Regions from separate parts of the Mus musculus genome. Here regions 1, 2, 3, 5, 6 and 7 are each linked to region 4. A link is a contact called in public ChIA-PET, HiChIP or PLAC-seq and promoter capture Hi-C data. All regions are on one chromosome and are shown on one strand. Each heading gives the region's core, a stretch centred on a gene start, on an enhancer-like site or on the middle of the called end of the contact. The rest is flanking DNA. Distances are from core to core; before and after follow the strand shown. Region 1 holds the start of Bex6 (brain expressed family member 6). Region 2 has its middle 31 kb from the start of Cep19. Region 3 overlaps Rnf168 (ring finger protein 168). Region 4 holds the start of Tfrc (transferrin receptor). Region 5 holds the start of Lrch3 (leucine-rich repeats and calponin homology (CH) domain containing 3). Region 6 holds the start of Rpl35a (ribosomal protein L35A). Region 7 holds the start of Ubxn7 (UBX domain protein 7).

Region 1 (3,185 bases), core at 574-3,073, 430 kb after region 4:
TTGGGTATCAGGGATCTGAACAGAGACCTCACGCCTGCACAGCAAACGCTCTTACTGAGCCACCTGCCCAGTCCTCACTCTGTCCTTTTAATGGTGAGCTGTTATCCTATCGAGTGCACATACAATTGGCCCTGTGTGTTTAAGGATTCCGCATCCACAGATTCAACCACTCATGGATGGAAAAAATATTTTTGGGTTTTTTTTTGTTTGTTTGTTTTGTTTTTTTGTTTTTCGAGACAGGGTTTCTCTGTGTAGCCCTGGCTGTCCTGGAACTCACTCTGTAGACCAGGCTGGCCTCGAAATCAGAAATCCGCCTGCCTCTGCCTCCTGAGTGTTGGGATTAAAGGCGTGCACCACCACACCCGGCTATTTTTGTTATTTTTATAAACATTTAATTATGAGGCCAGGGCTCACCAGGGCTCACCAGGTAAAAACATTTACTGCACAATCCTGATGACCTCCGCTTGATCCCTGGAACCCAAGTAAATTGGGAGGAGAGAACAGACTTTGCAGAGTCTTCTGACCTCCACACTTATGCTTTGGCATACATACTGTTCCCAGCACACACACACACACACACACACACACACACACACACACAGACACACACAGACACACACACAGACACACACAGACACACACAGACACACACAGACACACACACACACAGACACACACAGACACACACAGACACACACACAGACACACACAGACACACACACACACACACACAGACACACACAGACACACACACAGACACACACAGACACACACAGACACACATACACACACACACACACCACATACAGAGACACTAATAAAATAAAAGCACAGACACACAATCCCTAAAAATTTTTTTTAATTAAAAATATTTTAATTAAAAAATAGCATACAAAGTAATGGGTGCCATTGTGACCCTGTGTAATTGTGACATTGTTTATATAATTAATTACGATACTATATGTGTGTAATTGTGACACTGTGTTGTAATTGTGACACTGTGAATGAGTGTAATTGCGACATTGTGTGTATGTTACTGTGACATTGAGTGTGTAATTATGACACTGTATGTAATTGTCATGCTGTATATGCAATTGTGACATTGCGTGTATGTGATTGTGATATTGAGTGTGTGTGTAACTGTGACATTGTGTGTGTGTGTAATTGTACTTGGTTCTTATCCACCCCTTGTCACCTATGCCTTGTCTTTGTCCTCTTCTCCAAGAGTCTGGCTGCTTTCATGTCACAGATTTTTCTATCACCCTCTTTTGTCCCCTCCCCCATCTTGCATTCCCCTTTATGCTTTCAAGCTACACACACACACACACACACACACACACACACAAATTTAAGTTGAGAGTCCACATATGCATGAGCATGTGATATTTGACTTTCTGAGTCTGAATTATTTCACTTAACATAGCAATATTTCATTCAGTCCATTCCTTGTGCAAAATGCTATAATTTTGTTCTTTATTGCTCAACAGACTTCCATTGTGTGTATATCACTTTTAAAAATTGCCTCACCTGGGCTGGAGAGATGGCTCAGTGGTTAAGAGCACTGACTGCTCTTGTGAAGGTCCTGAGTTCAAATCCCAGCAACCACATGGTGACTCACAGCCATCCATAATGGAATCTGATGTCCTCTTCTGGTGTGTCTGAAGTCAGTTACAGTGTACTTAGATATACTAAATAAATCTTTAAAAAAAAAATTGTCTCACCTGTTGAACCTCCAAGCTGACTGCATATCTTGGCTATTGTCGGTATGGCATCAGTAAGCATGAACCGACAAGTGTCTCTGGGGTAAGTGTGTGGATTTAGATTCCTTTGGCTGTAAACTCAGAAGTGGTATAGCTGGGTAGTGGTATAACTGGTAGTTCTATTTTTAGATTTTTTTTTTTTGAGGAAACACCACATTGGTCTCCACAGAGGCTGCACCAGTTTACATCCCCACTAGCTCTGTCTAAAGGTTCCTCCTTCCCCAAGCCCTTACTAACATGGGCACATGCCTATAACAGCAGCACTTGGAAGGTACAGGCTAGAAGACTGCTCAATGTTATGCTCGGCTGTTCGGCAAACTTGAGGCCAGCCTGGGCTATAAGAAGCTGTTTAGCTGGACGGTGGTGGCACACGCCTTTAATCCCAGCACTTGAGAGACAGATGCAGGAGGATCACTGAGTTTGAGGCCAGCCCTGTCTACAGAGTGAGTTTCAGGACAGTCAGGGCTACAAAGGCTACAAGGGCTGAGAAATTCTGTCTCTAACAAAACAAAAACATTTTAGAAAACTGTCCTAAAGCAAAATAAAATAAGAAATTATGTCTGACAAAGTATGATGATACATATTTATGAAAATGCCATTATGAAACATATCATATTGTCTACTAAAGTAAAAAATAATTTAAAAATATACTCACTAAGGTTAGATTCTTTTTCTTGCCACATCCCTAAGAATACAGTGTATTAGGCATAGTACAGAAGTATAAAATAGAACAGTATAGGGTAGTTTTAGAACAGAATAGTATAGAAGTATTAGAATGTTTTAGAAATGATTTAAAGTCCACAGGAGGGGCTGGTGAGTCCGTTCAGTGGGTAGAGGTGTTTGCTGCCAAGCCTGATAATCCAGTTCAAGCCCCGGAATTCAAAGAGTAGGCTATAACTGACTCTTGCAAGTTGTCTTCTGACCTACAAACACATGTCTGTGCACACATAATAAATGCAATTTAAACATCTAAAAACATGTGGGCGCCAGTTCTTTCCTTCTACCATACTGGCCACCACAGCACCATTTTCTAAGAGGAACTTGACCTTCCGAGGATGCTGATGCCTTGAAGTGAATCATCTGAAGAGGTAGAGGGATGATTGAACAGCCAACAATCATTTGTTTCCATGCACTGAATAAGCACGAATTTCTGTCACCCGGGAATGGAACCTGGCAGGCAGCAGAGAACTGGGCAGAGCACAGAGTTTATGTGTGGTTTCTTAGTGGGCAAAGCTTTCCAGGGTGGTCTGGAATCCGAGGGATTATGTAGCCTGATCTTTGGGGCAAGCTCAGGGATTGGTGGGATGTTTTTCTTGTTAGGGCAGGGCCTGCCCTCTCTCCGGCTTTGGTACTGGGAATGATTGCAGTTTCAAAATGATGGTCTGGGGGTGATGGGTGGGGTGGGGGTGGTTGTCTGGCCAATTT
Region 2 (3,478 bases), core at 716-3,215, 480 kb after region 4:
CTATAGTATAGATAGAATAGAGTTTATTTAAAGCATGGGAAGGGGAAGTGAGAAGAGAGTAAACACAGAGAGACAGAAAGAGAGGGGTGGAAGAGAGGCAGTCCAGGAACACATGAAGAAAGAGGGATCAGGGAGAGAGGAGGGAGGAGTCAGGGAGAGAAGAGAGTCAGAAAGAGAAGGAGCAGAGGGAGTGTGAAGGAGCCGAACAGCCCCCTTTATAGCAAGCCAGGCCTACCCGGCTGTTGCCAGGTAACTGTTGGACGGAGCCTAGAAGGAATGCCAACTGTAAAGGTATCTGGAGCAAAAATATTCATCAACAGACAAAGGGAAAGCAAAAGACATAAAACTATTTTTTTTAAAGATTTATTTATTTATTATATGTAAGTACACTGTAGCTGTCCTCAGATAATCCAGAAGAAGGCATCAGATTTCGTTACGGATGGTTGTAAGCCACCATGTGGTTGCTGGGATTTGAACTTGGGACCTTTGGAAGAGCAGTCGGCGCTCTTAACCACTGAGCCATCTCGCCAGCCCCCATAAAACTATTTTTTAAAAAGCACTTTTTTTTTTTTTAAGATTTATTTTATTTTATTTTATTTATTACATGTAAGTACACTGTAGCTGTCTTCAGACCCTCCAGAAGAGGGAGTCAGATCTCATTACGGATGGTTGTGAGCCACCATGTGGTTGCTGGGATTTGAACTTCGGACCTTCGGGTGCTCTTACCCACTGAGCCATCTCACCAGCCCAGCACTTTCTTTTTAACGAGGACACTACTGTTGTTCACAGCAACCTGACACCACAGTGTGGTGGTCTCGAGTGTCCCAAGGTGCTCTCTGAGGGCTTTTCGCACAAAGATCTCACTGTTCCACAGAGTCCGTGATGACGGTGAAGTTGGAATGCAGCGGGAAATTCAGGAGACTGAGTTCAAACCAGGAGACTCCATTAAACTAACAGCAACTTTAAAAACTCCCCACTAGCCATCTCACCTTCCATCACCACTAACAGTTCTCACACTTATTCTGTACTAATGTTTTATATAATTCCACTTCATCTGAGGGAAACACTGGGCTGAGAACAGATAAGATTTGCAGAAGATCACATGGGATTAAGGTCAAGATGTTATCAGTGTGCTACAGAAAGCCATCTCAGCACCCTACCATCTCTATCAAGTATATCAAACTGTCGGCCCTGGATATCAAAACAGTGGCCCCTGAAAAACACACGTTTACTGATTAAATGCCAAATAAGGAGAAGGTTCATATGGGGCAGAGGTAAGGAGGCTCAGAGTAGCAGTTGTCACCTATTGCAACTGGGACTCCAGAGGCATCATCACAACGTGGGGACAGCCTGGAGGGTGTTTATAGGCACTCCGTCTTTCCATTTCTTTATCTCTCTGCTTGTTTGTTTGTTTGAGATGGTGGTCCCACATAACCCAGGTTGGCTTCAAACTCCTCTCTGATCTTCCCTAACTCCTGCCTCTTAAATGCTGGGATTACAGCTAGTGACACCACGGACAGCATTGGCCTCCTCCATTTTAAAAACATGTGTAATTTGTGTGTGTGTGTGCGTGCACCAGGGAATTTGTGTGGAAGTCAGAGGTTGGTTTGTGGAGTTTGTCTCCTCCTCTTGTTGTGGGCTCCAGTTTGTTGTCAAGTTTGCTGGCAAGCACGTGACCCATAAACTGAACCATCCAACCAATCCCTTAAAGTCTAACGCGAGTGCCGGGATTATAAACATCAAACCAATTTTCAGTGGGGTTAAAGTTGGCTTGAGTGTGATCGCGGCCCAAACCCATGGCTCTGAGGCTCTTGGGGGTGGGGTGGGGCCAGTATGGGAGGGCATAGAGGAGGTACGTGGCTATAGTGGGGGTAGGGTGGGCGGAGAGGGCCATGCTTTCTAGAGGGTGTGAGCATTTCTCCTTCCGGCTGGTGTTTTCGATGTGGTAAGCACATCCCTTCTACGGAAGCCCTGGAGAGGAAACCTGGCACTTCCTGTTCTTACCAGTGCTGCGGCAAACTGCAACGGTAAGGGAAGAAACACGGGGGAAGGAGGAAGAGGAAAGCTCTGGCCAGGTCAAGATGCCAGGCTCCAGAAGCACACAGCTGGTTCTTTTCCAGGAGACTTAGAGAACAGGTCACCGTCCCTATGCCAGAGCCTCTGGTCAGTCGGGAACCAGATGATAATTTCTCCACATTGAAAAGCAGCCAAACGGACCACACAGTTGAAGAACTTAAGAATGAAAGTATACAGCAAGGGCGAGACTGTCAAAGAAATCTGCGTAGCCTCGATGTTCCCCCTCCCCCTTTCCATTCTACCTCCAACGCCATGCAGAGTTGGGCAGGATCATTTTAATATCAGATTCTGCTTCTCAACCTTGGAAGGAAACGTCTCTGCTTCCATGAGCTGTTTCATAGGATTTAGCAGGACAGCATCCTGACCGCTGGACGCGGGTCCACAGGTGCTGCTGACGAGTGACAGAGTATTTAGATGTTGTTTTTATCTTGAGAACCAAACCAAATACCTTTCTTTCTCACGGCATTGCTATCCTGTCCCTTTCAGAAGAGCCTGTCCATGTGTAGCTTTTCTCTGAGATTTTAACTTTTAGAACCCACCTTTGTCCCCGCTAAGATGTTGGCGGGCCACATGCCTGGCCCCTGCTCCCCTCTTAACACCATGGGAGACCTTTCACACCGGGGGCCACTGCTCTTAACATTTTGGGTGTGCGAAACACTTCACGCTTGCTTTCAGGCCAACCCTGACTTTCTTGAACTAGATCTTGAGTAGTATCAACTTCCTCTAGTTCCTGTTTCAGGGAGTAGAGCATCTTTTCTCTGAAGAGAGACAGCAAAATGAAAATCCGGCTTCGATGTTAATGCTTGATTAGAGAAGAAAACGCCACATAGATTTCTAACTTTTTAGAAGCATAAAGTTTTGCCTTCCTGCCCCCTCACCCAGGCACCCTGAGGTTTTACCTCTCTCTTTTTTAAAAGGGATTCCCCCCCACCCCCAAATAGGGTTTCTCTGTGTAGCCCTGGCTGTCCTGAACTTATTCTGTAGAACAAGCTGGCCTTAAATGCAGAGATCCATCTGCCTCTGCCTCCAGGATGCTGGGATTAAAGGAGTGCGCCATCATGACTGGCTAAGGGGATATATATATATATATATATATTTTTTTTAAAGATTTATTTATTTATTTATTTATTTATTTATTTATTATATGTAAGTACACTGTAGCTGTCTTCAGACACTCCAGAAGAGGGCATCAGATTTCATTTCGGATGGTTGTGAGCCACCATGTGGTTGCTGGAATTTGAACTCTGGACCTTCGGAAGAGCAGTCGGTGCTCTTAACCACTGAGCCATCTTGCCAGCCCGGGATTTATATTTTTTATTAAGATTTTAAGTTTTGGATATTGATTGATTGAGTGTGTGAGTGTTGGTGTTTGAGTGCCATGTAGGTGTGAGTGCCCACAGAA
Region 3 (3,356 bases), core at 75-2,574, 310 kb after region 4:
CACCATGTAGTTTCTGGGATTTGAACTCAGAACCTTCAGAAGAGCAGCCAGTGCTCTTAACCACTGAGCCATCTCACCAGCCCCAAGACCCTGTCTTGAAAAACGAAAATAATAAATTTAAAAAATGACGGGATAGAAGTAAATGGCTGCTGTATTAAAATTCAAAATACTAAAGGAAAAAAACAAACAAACAAAAAAAGACAATCCAGGTGTGGTCCCACACAGTTGAAATCCCAGACCTTGACAGGACAATCAGTAGCTTGAGGTCATCTTCAGCTACATAGCAAGTCCCAGGCTCGCCTAGGCTACATGAGGCCCTATTTTGCCTCCCACCCAAAGAAAAAAAGTTTTATGTTATTTACATTTTATTTTCATGTGTACGCGTGTTTTGCTTGCTTGCATGTACAGTATGTGTAGTATGTGTGTGCAGAGTCTGTAGAGACCAGAAGAGGGTGGTGGAGTCTCTGGAACTGGACATTGGAGTTACGTTGTGAGCTGCCATGTGTTCTGGAAAAGCAGAGCCGCCTCCGACTGTCCTGGCTTTATCATTGTTACAGTAGTGCCGCCGGTCTGACTCCAGCCTCCCAAGCCCTCCAGCTCATCCAGAAGTGGACTAATGGGGATATCTCAGAGATACACACAGCAGTGGAAGTATTTCCTCCTCAGAGGTCTTCAGGGTTTATCCTCTCTCAGAACCCAAGCTCCTGATAGTTTAAGAAGCAATAAATTAACTCTTCTATTACAGGTAGTTTCAGTGTTCTCCTACGGGGTATAAAATCCAAGCTTGCTTCCTGGTTTTGAAAAGTCACCATTGAGCTTAAAAAAAAAAAAAAAAAAAAAGACAACAACAAACCTCAATCCCTGGGCATCCCAAAAGCTAAGGACATGAAATCCCACCAATACCCACCCAGGAAAGCTCTGTGTGTGTACACAAACTCAACTCTATATAAACCCGTCTTCTTGGTTTCCTACTGCCTTTTGCCCAAGCAGAGGCAGCCACCCTCTTGTGTCTCTCCCAATAAAATATTTTGTGTCAGGTTTGTGGTGGGGTGTGACTTAGTGGTATTTCTTGGCTCCTACAGCCAGGATACCTCTCCCCTCAGATATTCTATAGACGCATTGGGTAACTTCTCCCCTTAGAGCTTTAACAATCCTCCAGGGCTCCAACATCACCCCAGTGCACTGGAACAAGAAATTCCTCTTGCTTTTTGCATTGATCCTGGCTCCATGTGGTTCACTCAGGGGGTCCCCGGTAATCTATGGCTCCCTGGAGTTTTACACCTGGACTCCTTACATTCCTGGCTTGGAATCTCTATGGAGACAAGGATGGCCTAGAGCTCTGCAAGATCTACTTGGCTCTACTTCAGGAACACTAGAATTAAGTGCATGGGCTACCACACCTAGTGCTTTGTTCATTGGTTTTTGTTTTGTTAACCAGGGGTTGCTTTCAGGTACCTGGTGACTCAAGGAAGCTGCAGACACCCTCACTGAAAAGCTCACTCCAGAATGGGCTTACTAAAGCTGCACCCAATGAACTTCCTGTCCAAATGCAGGTAGCTCCACCAGAGGCTCTTCTCTCTTCTGCAGTTGTTATTGTCTATTTAACTGTGGGGAGGTTGTTCAGTTGGTATTTTTGAGATGCTGGCCAAAGGAGAACTCCAGGGCAGAGAAGCTATAAATCTCAGGCTGGCTTACTCCATGTAGCCTAGAACTCTTCCTAGAACTAGAAATCTTCCTGTCCATGCTAAGCTGTGAAATAGGTCCTTCCACCACTCTGCCCCTACCCCCACGTTGACAAGCATTGAAGCTAAGACCTTGGGACTGTCAGGCAAGTACTCAACCACTGTGCTCGATTTCCAGCCTCTTTTTTTCCTCCCAAGATAGGGTTTCTGTGTAGTCCTGACCGTCCTGGGACTATGTATGGCTGGCCTCCAGCTGCCTGAGTGCTGGTATTAGAGGCCTGCCCCACCACACTGCCTTGCATGGTTTTCAATGCAGTTTTTCTCTGAGTCCACAGTAGGACTGTAGGTCTGCCGCAATCCTACCCGGAAAGCCCAAATTTTGTTTCAAATGAAAAAACAAAACAAAAATCAAAGCAAAATAATCCAAAAATTTTTCAATGTTCTAATTTTTCCATGCTGAAAAATTCTAATTTAAAATTCTAATTTAAAAGCTACCTGGTTGTGGTGGTTGATGCTGAAAAAGCAGAAATTCAAGGCCAGATTATGCTATACTGTTAAGAGGGGAGCTGGGACGAATGAGTAGGATCAAAATACACTACATACATCAAACATGTATGTATAACATACCCTAAAAACAATTAAAAAGCCAAACAAGAGCAAAGTCACATGTAGTAGTACAGGCTGAGCTTTACGAACACCATGAAATATTTTAAGGACATTTAAGGCTACTTTGACTAGATATTTTTAGCATGATTCAGAATTCCAAAGTATTAAGAGAGATTGACTCTTTGAGACGCTCTTATGTTTTCTTCCTGTGGGCCTTACCTTCTCTTAACCCTGATGCTTAAAACTTCACTAAAAATGCTGTGTGGGAGCAGCCAGATGGTTTACTAGTGCAGTGCCACAGCCTCCTCAAACACGCTGCAGCACACAGCGGCTGACCCTCACGATAAATGAATGAATGAACGCAAAGACAGGGTCTCACTGTGTAGACCAGTCTTCGTTCTACCTCAGAGATCTGCCTGCCTGACTTACAAGAGTGGGGTACATGGGGCTGGAGAGATGGCTCAGCGGAGACAGACTGCTCTTCCGAAGGTCCTGAGTTCAAATCCCAGCAAACACATGGTGGCTCACAACCATCTGTAATGGGGTCTTATGCCCTCTTCTGGTGTGTCTGAGGACAGTGACAGTGTACTCATATACATAAATCTTCAAACAAACAAACACCACTGGGGGATAAAGGGAGTATGGCACTAAGCCTAGCAACTATGTTAAGTTTCATGGAATTTTGTTATAACCCATAGGCTAAATTTTATGTAGCCTATTTTTGTTTTGGCTTTTGAGACAGTTTCACTCATTTGGGCTGGGAATTTAACTCAGAGAGAATGCAGCCCAGTTTGTCCACCAAAATCCTGCCTTAGCCTTGATAAGGTTTGCATGTACAACCATGCCTGGTTTGTAGCCATTTTTTTATTAAAGTGTAGTAAAATGAACATGAGAGCCAATTTTTATTAATCATTCTTTTAATTTTTTTTTTTAAGAACTGAGATGCCCTTGCCTCTGACATGCTGGAATTAGGCTGTGCCATCATGCCAGGCATCTTTTTTTCAAATCTGCACAGCTTTAATACTCTAATATTTTCCAACAAAAATGAGGAAAAAGCAGTTCACTAAT
Region 4 (3,119 bases), core at 408-2,907:
GGGAAATTGAAAAGGCAATAGGAAATAGGTAGCAGGTTTTCATTTCCATAGTTTTCTGAATAGCAACCAAAAGGTCAAAACCACTTGAGGTCACTGAAGTTTATTTTGTATAGCACTCATCTGGGAGAGAAGGAAATCACTTACACATAGTAGACCCAAGGCCTGAGGGTCGTTTAATTAACTTTCATTGTTGTCTAACCCAAATTTAGCCCATAATCTTGCCCTATTATAAATAAGCACATTGCCACAAGCATATAACTACTTAGCCTTAGGGTGGGGTTAGGCAGACAGATCTAACCAGTCAACACAGGCCAGGTTCACAGCCACCATTCCTTGACAACATCCTCTCTCAAAGTAAAAAGTATTATGCTCTCTATATAAAAAACAGCTGATATTGGATTCCTGTATAAAGCAGTTTATTATAATCCTTAACAGAAAATAAATGCAAGTGGACCCACACAAGCTAAATCCCGTTTTCTTTGTAGATAACATCCTGAATCAGCTTAAATGTCTTTGTCAAAGAGGTCATATTTCACAGCTCAGAGCCAACTCATCTAATCTTAGAATAAAAGTATCAGGTAGCCGAGAATTTCTGTAACACAACTATTTCCCACTTAAATCCTATTTAAAAAAAAATAGCACAGAATAGCCGAGAATTTCTGTAACACAACTATTTCCCACTTAAATCCTATTTTAAAAAAATAGCACAGAAACTGAACAGCAATCCAGTCCAGTCTTCTGCCTAAGTATAAGGAGATCATTTCATTTTACGCTCGGGACAAAGTGTGCTAACTGAAAAATTTGCAAATGCAGTTTTCTTACCCTCAAACACCATTTTAGAGAGCTGTCCAACACCAGGGTGCACGCTGGTTCTCTACAGCTAGTTCTAAAAGAGCTCGTACAAAGAGGTCGTATTTCTACGTTCTCCCATCTTAGGAGATGCTAGAGACGTTCTTAGTATTACCTGCAGCGTTCAGACCTATTCTGCCCTAGAAAAATGAGATTCCACACGCTGGGCCAAGAGGGAGAGACTGGCAAAAAAACCGACCAGGTGGTGCCGAAGTTCCAACGTGCAGTTATTGGAAGCTCCCCCCGCCCCTCTAAATGTCCGTGACACTAGTAACCGAATAGAAAACAGCTTTGTCCTTTTCAGCTGTGACGCCCTCCTGCGAGGGGCCCCAAGGTCACCCACGTACCCCGACAGCCGTTCCCTGGGGCGACTTCCTCCAGCCGCCACCACGTGCTCCCGGCGGAACAAGCCTGCGCCTCAGCGTGGTGACTCTCGAACCCGCGGCCTAGCACTGGCCTGCGAAGGCCCGGAGGACCCGAGGGGCGCAGGGTACAGCGGCTCCCCACACCCACCGCGCTGCACCTGCAACCCGCGCTCCTCAGCCCCGGACTCCGCGACACCCCTCCGCCTCCCCGCCCGCACCACCCAGGCCCTGGCGTCTCGCTCTGGTCCGCCCGCCACGCGAGGACCACGATGGGCCGTGCCGCTGACAAGGGAGTCACTCACTAGGAAGCGCCTCTACAGTCCGCAATGCAGCAGCCCGCGCTCCGCACGCCTTCTGAAGGCAGCGCTGCCTCCCACCCAAAGCTTATAGCTCGGCCCCACCCCCCGGCCGGCCCTCTGGATCTACGTCACTTCCTTCCGCACGTACACCTACCGAGGTGCTCCCCCAAGACCGCTGGAGGCGAACTGCGCGCGCAGCCAGTGCGTGCGCGGAGTAGCCTAGAAAAGGCGCCAAGGCGGCAGGTGTCGGGAGAGCGCGTGCGATTGGCTGCGGCTCGCTTTCTCCACCGCACCCCTCCCCCGCCGTGTCTTTGGAGTTGGCCTGTCGCCCTCCGCCTAACCTTGACCGACACCCAACCCTGCGGTGCAAGTTCGAAAGTATCAGCCTTTACTCTTTAAAATATTCCTACTTGCAGGCTTAGGTCTCCGCCAAAACCATATCCTAAAGACGAGTTTTTGCAGCTCAGAGATGCTTTAAAGGAAAAACTTTAAAGCAAAACTGCAAATCTTTTTTTTTTTTTTTTTTAGATTTTAACAAGCAGCGCTTAAGCCAAGCAAAGAGCTACCAGTGCTCACTATGTTCAGCCTATGGAAGGGAAATAGGAACCAATGATTTACTAGGGTGATAAAGTTGTAGATTAACTTGCATGTTTATCGCCATTATTGCTTTTAGAGGGTTGTTGCAATGCATAGCAAATAAAAGGAGTTCTGTTAAAACTGCAAACGTTCACACTCTTTTCTTCCTATCTGTACTTTACTGCCCAGCCTGTGGTAAATTTACAAATAACAAAGAGAGTGGTATCTTAAACCACAACAGGACTACAGATAGCGCGCTCCCAGATGGAGCCCTTAGGGACCCTGGGAATGTCTTTTAAAGTACTAATCTACTTCCCAGCCACGAATTTGACCTTTGGCTTATCTGCTCTAAAATTCAACGCGTATTTGGGATTTACTAACTGCTGGTCCCTTTAGACCCTTCTTTGTCCAAATTGTACTACTCCAGAAAATATATATAAAGCCAGAGCACACAGCCATTGAGAGATCTCTGAAATTCAGACCATAAGCAGGTCTTGGTGGCACAGGCCTTAATTCCAGTGAAAGGCAGAGCAGGCATATCTCTTGAGTTCAGGCCAGCCTGGTCTACATAGAGAGTTCCAGAACAACCAGGGCTACAAAAAGAAACCCTGTCTAAAAACAATAAAACAAAAAACAAAAAAGGAAGAGGAAGAGGAAGAAGAGGGGGTAAGGAAGAGGAGGAGGGAGAGGGGGATGGGAGAGAAGAGGAAGAGGAAGGGGAAGAGGAAGAGGAAGAAGAAAAAAAAAAGAAGAAATAATGATTCCGGCTATAGACTGAGTCCCTGTAAGAGAAGCACAGAAGCACACAGCAGTGTTTGGTACCCCCATAGCTCAGAATTTGGAGCAGAAAGATGGGTGACTTCCAGGCCAGCTTAGGCTGTACAGCAAGAACCTCCATCTCAAAAAACAAATGAAAACAATGATGGCAGTTTGAAGTGAAGGTCTTTCTGTTTCACTTAAATTTTTTATTCTATTTTTAGTGTGTGTGTGTGTGTGTGTGTGTGTGTGGTTATGAACCTGGGTGCTCATG
Region 5 (3,279 bases), core at 534-3,033, 310 kb before region 4:
TATGAAAACCGCCCTGCCAGACAGTCAGCCCTCCCGTGAGCAGAATCAAGAAGGCAGGGAGGGGTAGGAATGACAAGTTTACATGATGTCACCAATACACATAAAAAATTCAAGTAACTCTTCATGTTTACCTTAGCAAGTCTGACTTCAGTGCCAAGTGAAAAAAATTCAGATCATATTGAAAATAAAGGCTACCACTAATAAGCTTTAGTAAGCAGAGGAAAAGTTTCTTTGGAAATAATAGTTTCTAGGGATAATTTAATGTCTTTGTTTTATTTTTTAAAAAATAATATTTAGTGCAGTGGTGTGTGTGTGTGTGTGTGTATGTGTGCGCATGTGCGCGTGTGTGCGCAATGTAAGGCAGAAGACAAGTTGCAAGAGTCAGTTCTCTCCTTCCAGTATGTAGGTTCTTCGGATCAAACTTGGGTTGTCTGTCGGGTCTGGCAGCAGCATGTGCCTTTTTACCCACTGAGCAATCTTACCAGCTCTATTTATTTTTTCAACATTAGTGAAATATGTAATAATTACCAATCTTTGATGACTACACAAGCCTAAGAAAAAGTATTAACTCTCACATTTTAAAATCAAGCAGAATGAGGATGAAACAATGTATATGACATAAACACAAAACATTTAAACTACTTCTGAGGGGACCCCTCCCCTTATGTAAAACAAAAGGACTCAATTCTTAATCTACTCCCGGAGGAAGCTATATTTAAAACACAAGAGGAACACATTATATAGTATGTTGAATACCTCAGTTACCATACATTGTTTCCCACAACTAAGGAAACCAAATAATACTTAATCCCCATTCTCTTTCCTGTCTTAAACAATATAAGGCGCAGAAATGTTTTTAAAGGGAAAAGCAAATATAGATGTGGTAGACAATATCCTACTTCTTTTCATGTTTTCTTAGGCGGCGGTAAGAATGGAAGACGAAAGTCCTGAGCACCTAAAGATGGCCTATTTTTACAAGTACTTTTCGGTAAATCAGACGGAGGCGGAGAAATAAGCTGTTCCCAGTGTTAGAGTCCACATTACACACACATACTCGCACACACTAGGGAAAACGCCAGAGCGGACCTGGATCCTTTGACAATGCAGCACCCAGCGTCACCCATACTACGATGGAAGAACGTGCTTGCCACGCTCCAACTCTTAGCAAAGTCAATTCGGCATCCCAAATGCAAAGTGGTCTGCAGACACCGGGGCGAGGCAAAAAGTCTACGGGGCGGGCACTGATGCCGAGATTTCTGAGAGCGATTCAAGAAAGATCACCCGTCAACTGCCTCTCGCCGGCAGCGGAGATGCTGCTGCGCGCTGCCGCACCCCAGGCTCCGGGTCTGGCCAGGCCGGGAGGGTGCGCGGTACCGCCAGCGGTCCCCGTTACCCGGGGAGCCTCGGGCCGGTCGCCACACACCCCCTGCCCCCCACTCCACGGGTCCCGGGTAGCAGGGATGCCCGCGCCCCGCTCACCGGCCCGGGTGGTGTCCGTCAGGTCATGGTTGGCCGCTCCCCGGGGAAACTCCCTCAGTTTCCGGCCGCTCAGGCTCAGCACCCCGGTGACCGCCGCCTCTTCCAGGGCTCGGTCGACCGAGCGGCTCCAAGAGCCCGGGCCAGGACCAGGGCCCAACCCAGGGCTCGGCCCACAGGTCGCACCGGAGAGGTTTCCCCCGGACGCCACAGGGCCAGAGTACTCCGCAGCCGCTACCACAGCCACCAAGCCCGCGGCCGCCATTTCCCAGCCGACAACTCTCCGGCCCGGCTCTGCGCATGCGCCACGCGATCCGCTGGGTGGGCGGGGAAAGGGGCTCGCGGACCGGGGACAGCTCTCCCGGACGCGCTGGGCGCAACAAGCCGCCTGCCCCGCCCACAAGCAGGTTTTCCAGGGAAACCGAACCGACTTCGCAGAGCTGGAGCAGCCCGGTACCCTGGGCTCCCTAAAAGGCCACTACAAAAACCAAAACCCGTCCTTAACAGCGCTCCAACTCTCAGTGGTGGATTACATTAAACGGCAAAGATTCCTTAGCCCTGTTGCTGCCAGAAACTTGGGCACTTAGAGGGGACTCCCTGAGATAAGCCCAAAATTGTCTCTCAGCTTGTCACCATACCGCCAGATGATCTGAACTGGAATTTGTGGATATACTATTAGTTCTTGAACGGGAAAACAAACATACCGTGTGAGCAGATTCGGCTACAAAGTCCCTAATTCTTGTTGAAATTGTTATGTATTTTAGATTTGTTGTTGTTGTTTTGTTTGTTTGTTTTTTGTTTTTCGAGACAGGGTTTCTCTGTATAGCTCTGGCTGTCCTGGAACTCACTTTGTAGACCAGGCTGGCTTCGAACTCTTTTTATGAAAGAGCTCTTAATGAAACCAAACGTCTTAAATACTGTGGCTGTTTGCGCAGATTTTATCACTAGCTAGAGCAGAACGAATAATATTTACATCTAACATTGAAATCTGGCTATGTAATAAATGTTGGGATTAAATTTAGAACCGAAAGACCAAAACCGGAAACCATTCAAGTAATGAAAACTACCACTCACATTTAAATAAAACCCCACCCTCCCAGTCCTGCAGTCTCTTATTTTTCCAAATCTGTTTTAAATTCAAGCCATTCCTAATATGTGATGCAAATATCACTCACCAAATTTACTTTGCTGTACAGAATTCGAGGGCCTGTCAGATAAAGTCTCTTTTCTAAAGAATTAGCTAATTTTATTTTGGAACCCAAGGAGGCCAGTTACAATAAGAAAACAGCAATTGGGCTGAGTAGAGTGCACGGCAAAGCAGTCCCTCTAGAGCAAGAACGAGTGAGGTGGGTCGGGCAGTGGTGGCACACGCCTTTAATTCCAGCACATGGGAGGCAGAGGCAGGTGGATTTCTGAGTTCGAGGACAGCCTGGTCTACAGAGTGAGTTCCAGGACAGCCAGGGCTACACAGAGAAACCCTGTCTTGAAAACAAAACCCCACCCCACCCCCAAAAAAAAGAACGAGTGAGGTTTTTGAATAAAACCTGAAGTTACAAAATAGGATGACAGAGAGCAAAATTCCAAGTATGATTTTGATGCATGTGAGCACATTAAGACACAGATGAGAAAAATCTATCACAGAGCACAAAAGAAAATATGAGGTGTGAGAAGCTGCTCATCACTCAAAGCCCAACTTCAGGGAAGCCCCCAAAAAGCACTTTCCTGAGTTCAAGAAATTGTAAAAATGTTTCAGTAATAAAGTTGATTAGTAACAGTTGCTCCAAGACCTGCTCTATCAGCCCT
Region 6 (3,100 bases), core at 90-2,589, 450 kb before region 4:
AAGAGCTGTAATCTTTGTTTTTAACCATGTTAGGGACTTAACACAGGGAACTTCTACACTTGTACTACGAACCAATGGTGCCTATATAGTCCATACCACCGACAAAAAGATCCCTCTCTAATTTCCTCTAAGCTCTTCACGTGTCTAGGAAGACTCAACCACACCAATTTCTCACTAACACCCCTACCTTTTCAGTAGAAAAAACGAGATTAGTCAACCAAAAATTAAAAGGCATGGGAGCATACTTACTTTTTTGCCTTATACACATAAGCACATCTCTTGCCTAAGTAGAACTCCGTTTCATCTCGGGCATAAACGCCTTCAATTTTAAGAAGAGCCGTGTGCTCTCTTTGGTTCCGGAGACCTCGCTTGTAGCCAGCAAAAATGGCCTTGCACCACAGCCTAAGACAACGTTAAGAAAGACATGATGACTACCCCGTTACAACTTTTCATGTATCTTTTAGCAAGCCACCATGATTTGCTTTGTAGCAATTCCTACTCCAGCTATCTACAGCAGACCTCTCGTTCCCCTCCCGCATTACACTGAACTTTAGCTTCGCGTTTAATAGAACGAAACAGAAATGGAGAAAACGACTATTGTGAGATCGCGTACCTTCCAGACATACTTGCTGTTAGAAGTCCTGTTCCCAGCAGGCCTGAAAAACAAAACCGAGAGCTCAACCGAGAGTCATGCAGCACGCATCCCACCTGTCACTATTTCCCGGCGCGAGAGATGGCTTCAGTCGGCGTCCCAAGGATGGGGACCTCTTACCTACGCCCTGCCCCCTATAGAGGCAGAGCCTGGCAAAATACTCAGGGCTCCGACAACCAATGACAACGAACGACTCGGAATCGTGGGCAAAGGCCGGGTGGGAAGGCGACTCACCCGAGACTTAACTTCTCAAACCCCAAAAGGAACCCGGAGGCGAGCTCATGCCTCCATCAGTACAGAAAGCAGCTAACACAGGCGAGATCCGGCTCTGTGCGGGGAACCCAGCTCCCAGGGACCACCGCTCCCCGGGCCAGTAAGACCGGGGGAAATGCACCCATTCTCTCCTCCCGAGCCGGAGATCGACCGAGACCAGCGAGCTCTCCTCCCCCGGCCGGGGCCTCCACACCATCAGCCCGTCATCGCCTCCATCCCGCCCTCCATCCTCCTGGAATCCCCAGAAACCTCTGGCGGTCGGGTTCTCCGAGACGCCAGGTTGTCTCGGTGAGGGATGAAACTAAACGCACCCCAGCAATCGGGCCCCAAAGCTCAGCAGCAGGAACCCCCCTCACCTCCACAGGCGCCAAGATGGCGGAAAGAGGAAGGCAAGCCCCGCCGCGCGGCCTTGTGGGACGCACGCCCCGCCCCTCTCCGCGCTTAGGCCGCTCACACTGCGCCAGAAAGCAAAGGTCAGAGACAGAGAGAGAGGCTCGACTCAGCCAAGCCGCGCTCAAGAACTTTAAATTCTTTCCCTCCTGCCCTTTCGTCTTTGTAAGCGGCAACACGTATTATTTAGGAACAAGGAAAGGCAAAATCGTAGTCGACTAAGAAAGAATCAGGGGTCCTACTTAAAAAAAAAAAAGAGCTTGCGCGACGCGTTGCCATAGCTACCGATTAGTTTGGTTCCCGCCTCCAGCTGGGCTGGTAGAGAGGTAAGGAAAAGTTAAGTGTTTTCTCCTCTTCCTAGAATGGAGACTGGGATCCTACCATATAGGAGAGAAAAACCTGGAGCATGAAGGCAGGAGTTTCTCTTGATTTGTTCTTTTATTTTTTCCCATCTTTAATTTAACAAACAGGGTGTGGTAGCCGTTGCCCGTTAACCTCAGCATTTATTCCGGAGACTGAGGTAGGAGGATCACATCACAAATTCGAGGCTAGGCTAAGTTACATAGCAAGGCCCCATCTTAACAGCAACAAACATCCATGAGGCAAACCGCGGTCCCGGTGCTTGCTTGTAACCCCAGTATTCTAGCTGTGCGAGCAGGTGAATAGGACTTAAAAGACCATCCTCTGCTACATAGGGAGTGCCAGTCAGCCTGAGCTACATGAGACCCCATCTGAAAAAAAGGGAGACGATGTGAGGAAGTGAGAGATAGAAGATATCCTTCCATCCTTTCCCTGACTTGTCGGATGCAGATAAATTTTTTAAAATTCATTTATTTATTATATGTAAGTACACTATATCTGTCTTCAGACACTCCAGAAGAGGGAGCTAGATCTCGTTATGGCTCCATGTGGTTGCTGGGATTTGAACTCTGAACCTTCGGAAGAGCAGTCAGGTGCTCTTACCCACTGAGCCATCTCACCAGCCCACAGATAAATTTAATAGACTCAGATTTACAGTTCCTAACTTGTGCATTAATTAAGGCGAACTGATGGATCCATTCATTTAATCAGAGAGTAATTTATTGAATGACTACCACTACCAAGAATGCTGTAGGCTTGTAGGGCACCAGAGTAAACAGACTAAAACGTCTGCCCTCTTGCAGCCTACATGAGGGAGCAAGGATGGCATGTTGGCTCTGGTGTCTGTAATCCTTGCACTTAGAAGGTTGAAGTATGAAGATTGCTCTGTTTTAGGTCAGTAAGAGGTACATTATGTGTACACAGATATCCTGAGCTACAGAGTAAGAAATCTCATCCTTGCTCCCTCACTCCTCGCAAAAAAAAAAAAAAAAAAAAAACAAGACAACAAGCAGATTAGACATGTGGTATGTTAAAAGGTCAAGACTTCCTTTCTTTTCCTTTTTTTTTTTTTTTTTTTTTTTTTTTTTTTTTTTTTTTTTTGGTTTTTCAAGACAGGGTTTCTCTGTATAACCCTGGCTGTCCTGGAACTCACTCTGTAGACCAGGCTGGCCTCAAATTCAGAAATCCGCCTGCCTCTCCCTCCCGAGTGCTGGGATTAAATGCGTGAGCCACCACCGCCCAGCAAGACTTCCTTTTTAAAAACCTGTTTATGTGTGTGCTTTCAGAGGTCGGAAGATGGCCTCAGACTCTAGAGCTAGATTTTACATGCAACTTGTTATTGTTATTGTTGTTGTTTTGTTTTGAGACAGGGACTAGAGAAATGTCTCAATGTTTAAGGGCATACACTGTTTTTAAAGAGGTCTT
Region 7 (3,151 bases), core at 59-2,558, 280 kb after region 4:
ACACAAACTAGAAATATTCTCCGCATCAAACAAATTATTATCAAAGAAAGGATAGTCCTGTTGAGAGGGGGAACTAACTTTCTGACCTCTTTTCAAAATGACAAACTAGAACAGCAAAATCACACTCAGGCACATGGAGTACTGTTCTCTCAAATCACTCCACAGAGAACTTCATCATTTGCTCCGCCCTCTAATAACTCATGCAAAAAAAGTTCAGCACCATCGGAGAGAAACAAGACATAGCGCATTCACAGAATGGCTTAAAGTCTTTCCTCCCGGCGGGTAAGAGAACCTGCGTTTGCCCTTCGTCGGGGTCCGAAGGGAAAGAGAAACCTAGGCCTAAGGTTTCACGGATACTGACACCTAGAAACAGATTTCTCTGCAAGAAGTTTCTGCCGCCATCCCCATTTTATCAGCAAAGACTCGGGCGCCATCGTCTCGATGTTTGGTTTTATTATGAGGAGGTGGGAAAGGCCACCCAGGATTACTTTAGGCCTCACACACACACTAAGCTCAGGGTTCCCCCCCCCCCTATTCCTATGTGAAACCCTCGGTCCCTAAGGTGCCCCTCCGCACCCCTTGTTCCCGGCGGCAAGTCCCCCGGGATGTGTGAAGGCGCAGCAGAACCCACCCGCCTCACCGTTAAAGCGAGACGGCCCTCACACGGCAGGGCCACCGCCAAGGCTCCGGGGGGGCCCAGCGAGGGGAAGGGTAGGCCGGGGCCGAGGGACAGGGACGATGACCTGGCCGGGAAGAGAGGATGGCATGGGGGGAACGGACTGCACCGCCTGGTCCGCGGGCAGCACGATACCGAGAGGAGGTGATGAGGGAGGAAGAGGGCGGTGGCCCGGGTGCGGCCCCCTACTCCTCCGGCCCGCAGGTCCCGGGCCCCTGGCACCGCGGGCTCGGCCCATCCCCTGTACTGGACCGGCTGGGGGCGTGGGGGGCCTGTCTGGGAATAAGGGGAGACCGAATCCAGGGACTGAGGGGCACGCGCGGGGTGGGGGCGGGGGAAACCTGCCTCCCGCCTGAACCGCAGACCCCGGCCGCCGCCGCCGTCGTCGCCTGTGCCTCAGGAGAGGGCAGGAGCTGAGGGGAGAGCCCGAGTGAGGAATGCACCAAGGTGAGGCGAAGCCCGGGACAGCCCCGACAGCCTCCCCGTAGCCGACTCTTCACCTTCCCGTAACCGCGTCTCTTACCGGTGATGGCGGTGAACTGCTGGATTAACCCCTTCAGCGCCGACGACGCCGCGGAGCCCCCGTGGGCAGCCATCTTACCGCCGCCGCCGCCGCCGCGGAACAACAACACAGACACACACGGGGCTCCCTCCCCCACTCCGCGGCGTGCTGTGCGCAGGCGCACTGGCAGGCCCGAAGCTCCGCCCTCTCCCTGTCTGTGCGCGTTTTGCGCAGGCGTACTCTCCGCGAGCCGCCGCTTTGGTTTGAAGCCTGTGCTGCTGGCTGGTAGCTATTCTTTGAAACATTTGGTGCCTTCTCTGAATTCCGGAGATATCCTCCTAAGTACCGCATTGAATCCCAACATCCCAAAGAATCTTCAGACCTGAAATACCAAACTCTTGATGAAACGCTCAGGGTTTCACATAAAGTAGGTATTTTGTTTGGTTTTATGTGACGTTTCTTAAATTCTAAAGTGTAAGTTAATAGCTTAGTAAAAAATGAACCAGTCTATAGTAGACTTTAGTAAATGATTGTTCGCTCTGTTTTTCTTCAACAAATGTCTCAGTATATCTCCCCCCAGGCTCATTCTTACTTTCTAAAGATATTAAATCGGGAGGTTTTTTGGGGGGGGAGTTGTTTTTTATCCTTAAACAAAGATATATGCAGATACAGTAAATAAAATAAAGAGAACACTGGAAAGTGGTCCTGAAAACACCGATAATAGTTACAACTAAAAAAGAACTTGATGAGCCGGGCAGTGGTGGCACATTCCTTTAATCCCAGCACTTGGGAGACTGAGGCAGGCGGATTTCTGAGTTTGAGGCCAGCTTGGTCTACAGAATGACAAGGACAGCCAGGGCTACACAGAAAAACTCTGTCTCGAAAAAAAAACATGATGAAAGGGGCATTAGGAGGGCTGATGAGATGACTCGGCAGTTGAGAGCACTGACTGCTCTTCCCAAGGTCCTCAGTTCAAATCCCAGCAACTACATGGTGGCTCACAACCATCCGTAATGAGGTCTGATGCCCTTTTCTAGAATGTCTGAAGACAGCTACAGTGTACTTACATTTAAATAAATAAATCTTTAAAAAAACAAAAGAAAGAAAAAAGAAAGGGGCATTTAGCTTAGTTTTCATACTTTATTTTTAAATAAGGTAATAGTGTGTAACTTGCACAATTCTAAATACTTATTGCATTGCTGGTGTGTCAACTTGACACAAGCTAGAGTCGTGAGAGAAAAAGGAGCCTCAGGGGAGGAAAAGCCTCCATGAGATCCAGCTGTATTTTCTCAGTGAGTGACCAGTGAAAGTGGGCCCGCCTATGGGCGGTGCCATGCCTGGACTGGTGGTCCCTGCTTTTATAAGCAAGCAGGCTAGCACACCATGGGAAGCAAACCAGTTAACAGCACCCCTCCATGGCCTCTACCTCAGCTCCTGCCTCCAGGTTCCTGCCCTGTTTTTTCAGTGGTTAACAGCAATGTAGAAGTATAAGCCAAATAAACCCTTTCCTCCCCAACTTGCTTTATGGCCAAGGTGTTTCATGACAACAATAGAAATCCTGACCAATTTCAGTTATTTAGGATAGTTTTTATTTATACTTTGATGGTTTCATATATGTTTATCGGGTATCTTGATCATATCCACCTCTACCTCCTTACTCATTTTCCCCTGGACATTCTTACACATCCCTCCCACTTTCACGTGCCCCCACCCCCACATCAACTCCATTGAGCCTAATCCATGAATGCTACCTCCTGGATGGCTGCCTCTTACCAGCTTGATCTTGGGTGGGTAACCGTAACTGCAGTGAGTTCTTGAGTGTAGCAGCCTTGCCATGTCCTAGAGACAGCCCCTCTCCCATCCTCCGACTCTTATGTTCTCTCTGCCCTCTCCTTGTCTTTCCCTGAGCCTTGATGAGGTTAACATAGATGCCACAGTTAGGGCTGAGCACTCAATAGTCACTTTCAGTTCTT

What was found. Promoter capture Hi-C pulls out the DNA fragments that hold promoters and counts their contacts. ChIA-PET counts read pairs in DNA pulled down with a chosen protein or histone mark. HiChIP or PLAC-seq counts read pairs in DNA pulled down with a chosen protein or histone mark.
Region 1: a promoter capture Hi-C map of pre-B cells shows a contact between it and region 4, with 5 times the contacts expected there. The contact joins the promoter of Bex6 here to the promoter of Tfrc in region 4. A contact is called at or near these places in 18 of 39 promoter capture datasets (the 3T3-L1 cell line, the C10 cell line, the HPC-7 cell line and 12 more), 1 of 484 Hi-C or Micro-C datasets (pancreatic cancer cells), 8 of 115 datasets of contacts at active chromatin or transcription factors (the 230-238 cell line, the SCID.adh cell line, astrocytes and 5 more) and 1 of 9 other capture datasets (liver).
Region 2: a contact with region 4 is called in a promoter capture Hi-C map of neutrophils, with 3 times the contacts expected there. The contact joins the enhancer-like site here to the promoter of Tfrc in region 4. A contact is called at or near these places in 9 of 39 promoter capture datasets (the 3T3-L1 cell line, the C10 cell line, cranial neural crest and 6 more), 1 of 15 datasets of contacts at CTCF or cohesin (the NIH/3T3 cell line), 1 of 484 Hi-C or Micro-C datasets (cerebellum) and 11 of 115 datasets of contacts at active chromatin or transcription factors (the SCID.adh cell line, astrocytes, effector CD8 T cells and 7 more).
Region 3: a contact with region 4 is called in an H3K27ac HiChIP or PLAC-seq map of embryonic stem cells, with 6 read pairs. The contact joins the enhancer-like site here to the promoter of Tfrc in region 4. A contact is called at or near these places in 3 of 39 promoter capture datasets (the C10 cell line, hippocampal neurons and liver), 1 of 15 datasets of contacts at CTCF or cohesin (large pre-B cells), 4 of 484 Hi-C or Micro-C datasets (cerebellar granule neurons, liver, myeloid progenitors and 1 more), 1 of 115 datasets of contacts at active chromatin or transcription factors (embryonic stem cells) and 3 of 9 other capture datasets (adipose tissue, liver and pancreatic islet).
Region 5: a contact with region 4 is called in an RNA polymerase II ChIA-PET map of memory CD8 T cells, with 137 read pairs. The contact joins the promoter of Lrch3 here to the promoter of Tfrc in region 4. A contact is called at or near these places in 5 of 39 promoter capture datasets (the 3T3-L1 cell line, hippocampal neurons, liver and 1 more), 2 of 484 Hi-C or Micro-C datasets (cardiomyocytes and uterus), 4 of 115 datasets of contacts at active chromatin or transcription factors (bone marrow-derived macrophages, effector CD8 T cells, embryonic stem cells and 1 more) and 2 of 9 other capture datasets (adipose tissue and pancreatic islet).
Region 6: an RNA polymerase II ChIA-PET map of memory CD8 T cells shows a contact between it and region 4, with 146 read pairs. The contact joins the promoter of Rpl35a here to the promoter of Tfrc in region 4. A contact is called at or near these places in 1 of 39 promoter capture datasets (neural stem cells), 3 of 115 datasets of contacts at active chromatin or transcription factors (effector CD8 T cells, embryonic stem cells and memory CD8 T cells) and 2 of 9 other capture datasets (adipose tissue and liver).
Region 7: a contact with region 4 is called in an RNA polymerase II ChIA-PET map of memory CD8 T cells, with 80 read pairs. The contact joins the promoter of Ubxn7 here to the promoter of Tfrc in region 4. A contact is called at or near these places in 7 of 39 promoter capture datasets (the 3T3-L1 cell line, cranial neural crest, embryonic stem cells and 4 more), 1 of 15 datasets of contacts at CTCF or cohesin (the NIH/3T3 cell line), 1 of 484 Hi-C or Micro-C datasets (embryonic stem cells), 7 of 115 datasets of contacts at active chromatin or transcription factors (cardiomyocytes, effector CD8 T cells, embryonic stem cells and 3 more) and 2 of 9 other capture datasets (adipose tissue and liver).

What each region holds. Positions count from the first base shown.
Region 1 is chr16:32,178,438-32,181,622 of GRCm38.p6, reverse strand. Bex6 (brain expressed family member 6) reads right to left here and starts at 1,823. Exons shown (of 3, transcript NM_001033539.2): 1 at 1,722-1,823.
Region 2 is chr16:32,128,843-32,132,320 of GRCm38.p6, reverse strand. No RefSeq gene overlaps it. Among named protein-coding and RNA genes, the nearest start is that of Cep19, 31 kb to the right of the region's middle. Within about 2 kb of position 1,965, at least 161 of the 459 cell types and tissues checked have an H3K27ac peak or open chromatin away from gene starts, as enhancers often do. A contact at or near this core is called in the SCID.adh cell line, effector CD8 T cells, embryonic stem cells and 4 more, where this site is marked.
Region 3 is chr16:32,301,274-32,304,629 of GRCm38.p6, reverse strand. It overlaps Rnf168 (ring finger protein 168), which reads right to left. Exons shown (of 6, transcript NM_027355.2): 6 at 3,188-3,356. Among named protein-coding and RNA genes, the nearest start is that of Rnf168, 25 kb to the right of the region's middle. Within about 2 kb of position 1,324, at least 15 of the 459 cell types and tissues checked have an H3K27ac peak or open chromatin away from gene starts, as enhancers often do. A contact at or near this core is called in embryonic stem cells, where this site is marked.
Region 4 is chr16:32,607,434-32,610,552 of GRCm38.p6, reverse strand. Tfrc (transferrin receptor) reads right to left here and starts at 1,657. Exons shown (of 19, transcript NM_011638.4): 1 at 1,517-1,657.
Region 5 is chr16:32,912,604-32,915,882 of GRCm38.p6, reverse strand. Lrch3 (leucine-rich repeats and calponin homology (CH) domain containing 3) reads right to left here and starts at 1,783. Exons shown (of 21, transcript NM_001081255.1): 1 at 1,480-1,783. The coding sequence starts at 1,741.
Region 6 is chr16:33,054,692-33,057,791 of GRCm38.p6, reverse strand. It overlaps Rpl35a (ribosomal protein L35A), which reads right to left and starts at 1,339. Exons shown (of 5, transcript NM_001130485.1): 1 at 1,282-1,339; 2 at 614-656; 3 at 250-402. The coding sequence starts at 624. It overlaps Iqcg (IQ motif containing G), which reads left to right and starts at 1,606. Exons shown (of 11, transcript NM_178378.3): 1 at 1,606-1,641.
Region 7 is chr16:32,330,409-32,333,559 of GRCm38.p6, reverse strand. Ubxn7 (UBX domain protein 7) reads right to left here and starts at 1,308. Exons shown (of 11, transcript NM_177633.4): 1 at 1,200-1,308. The coding sequence starts at 1,272.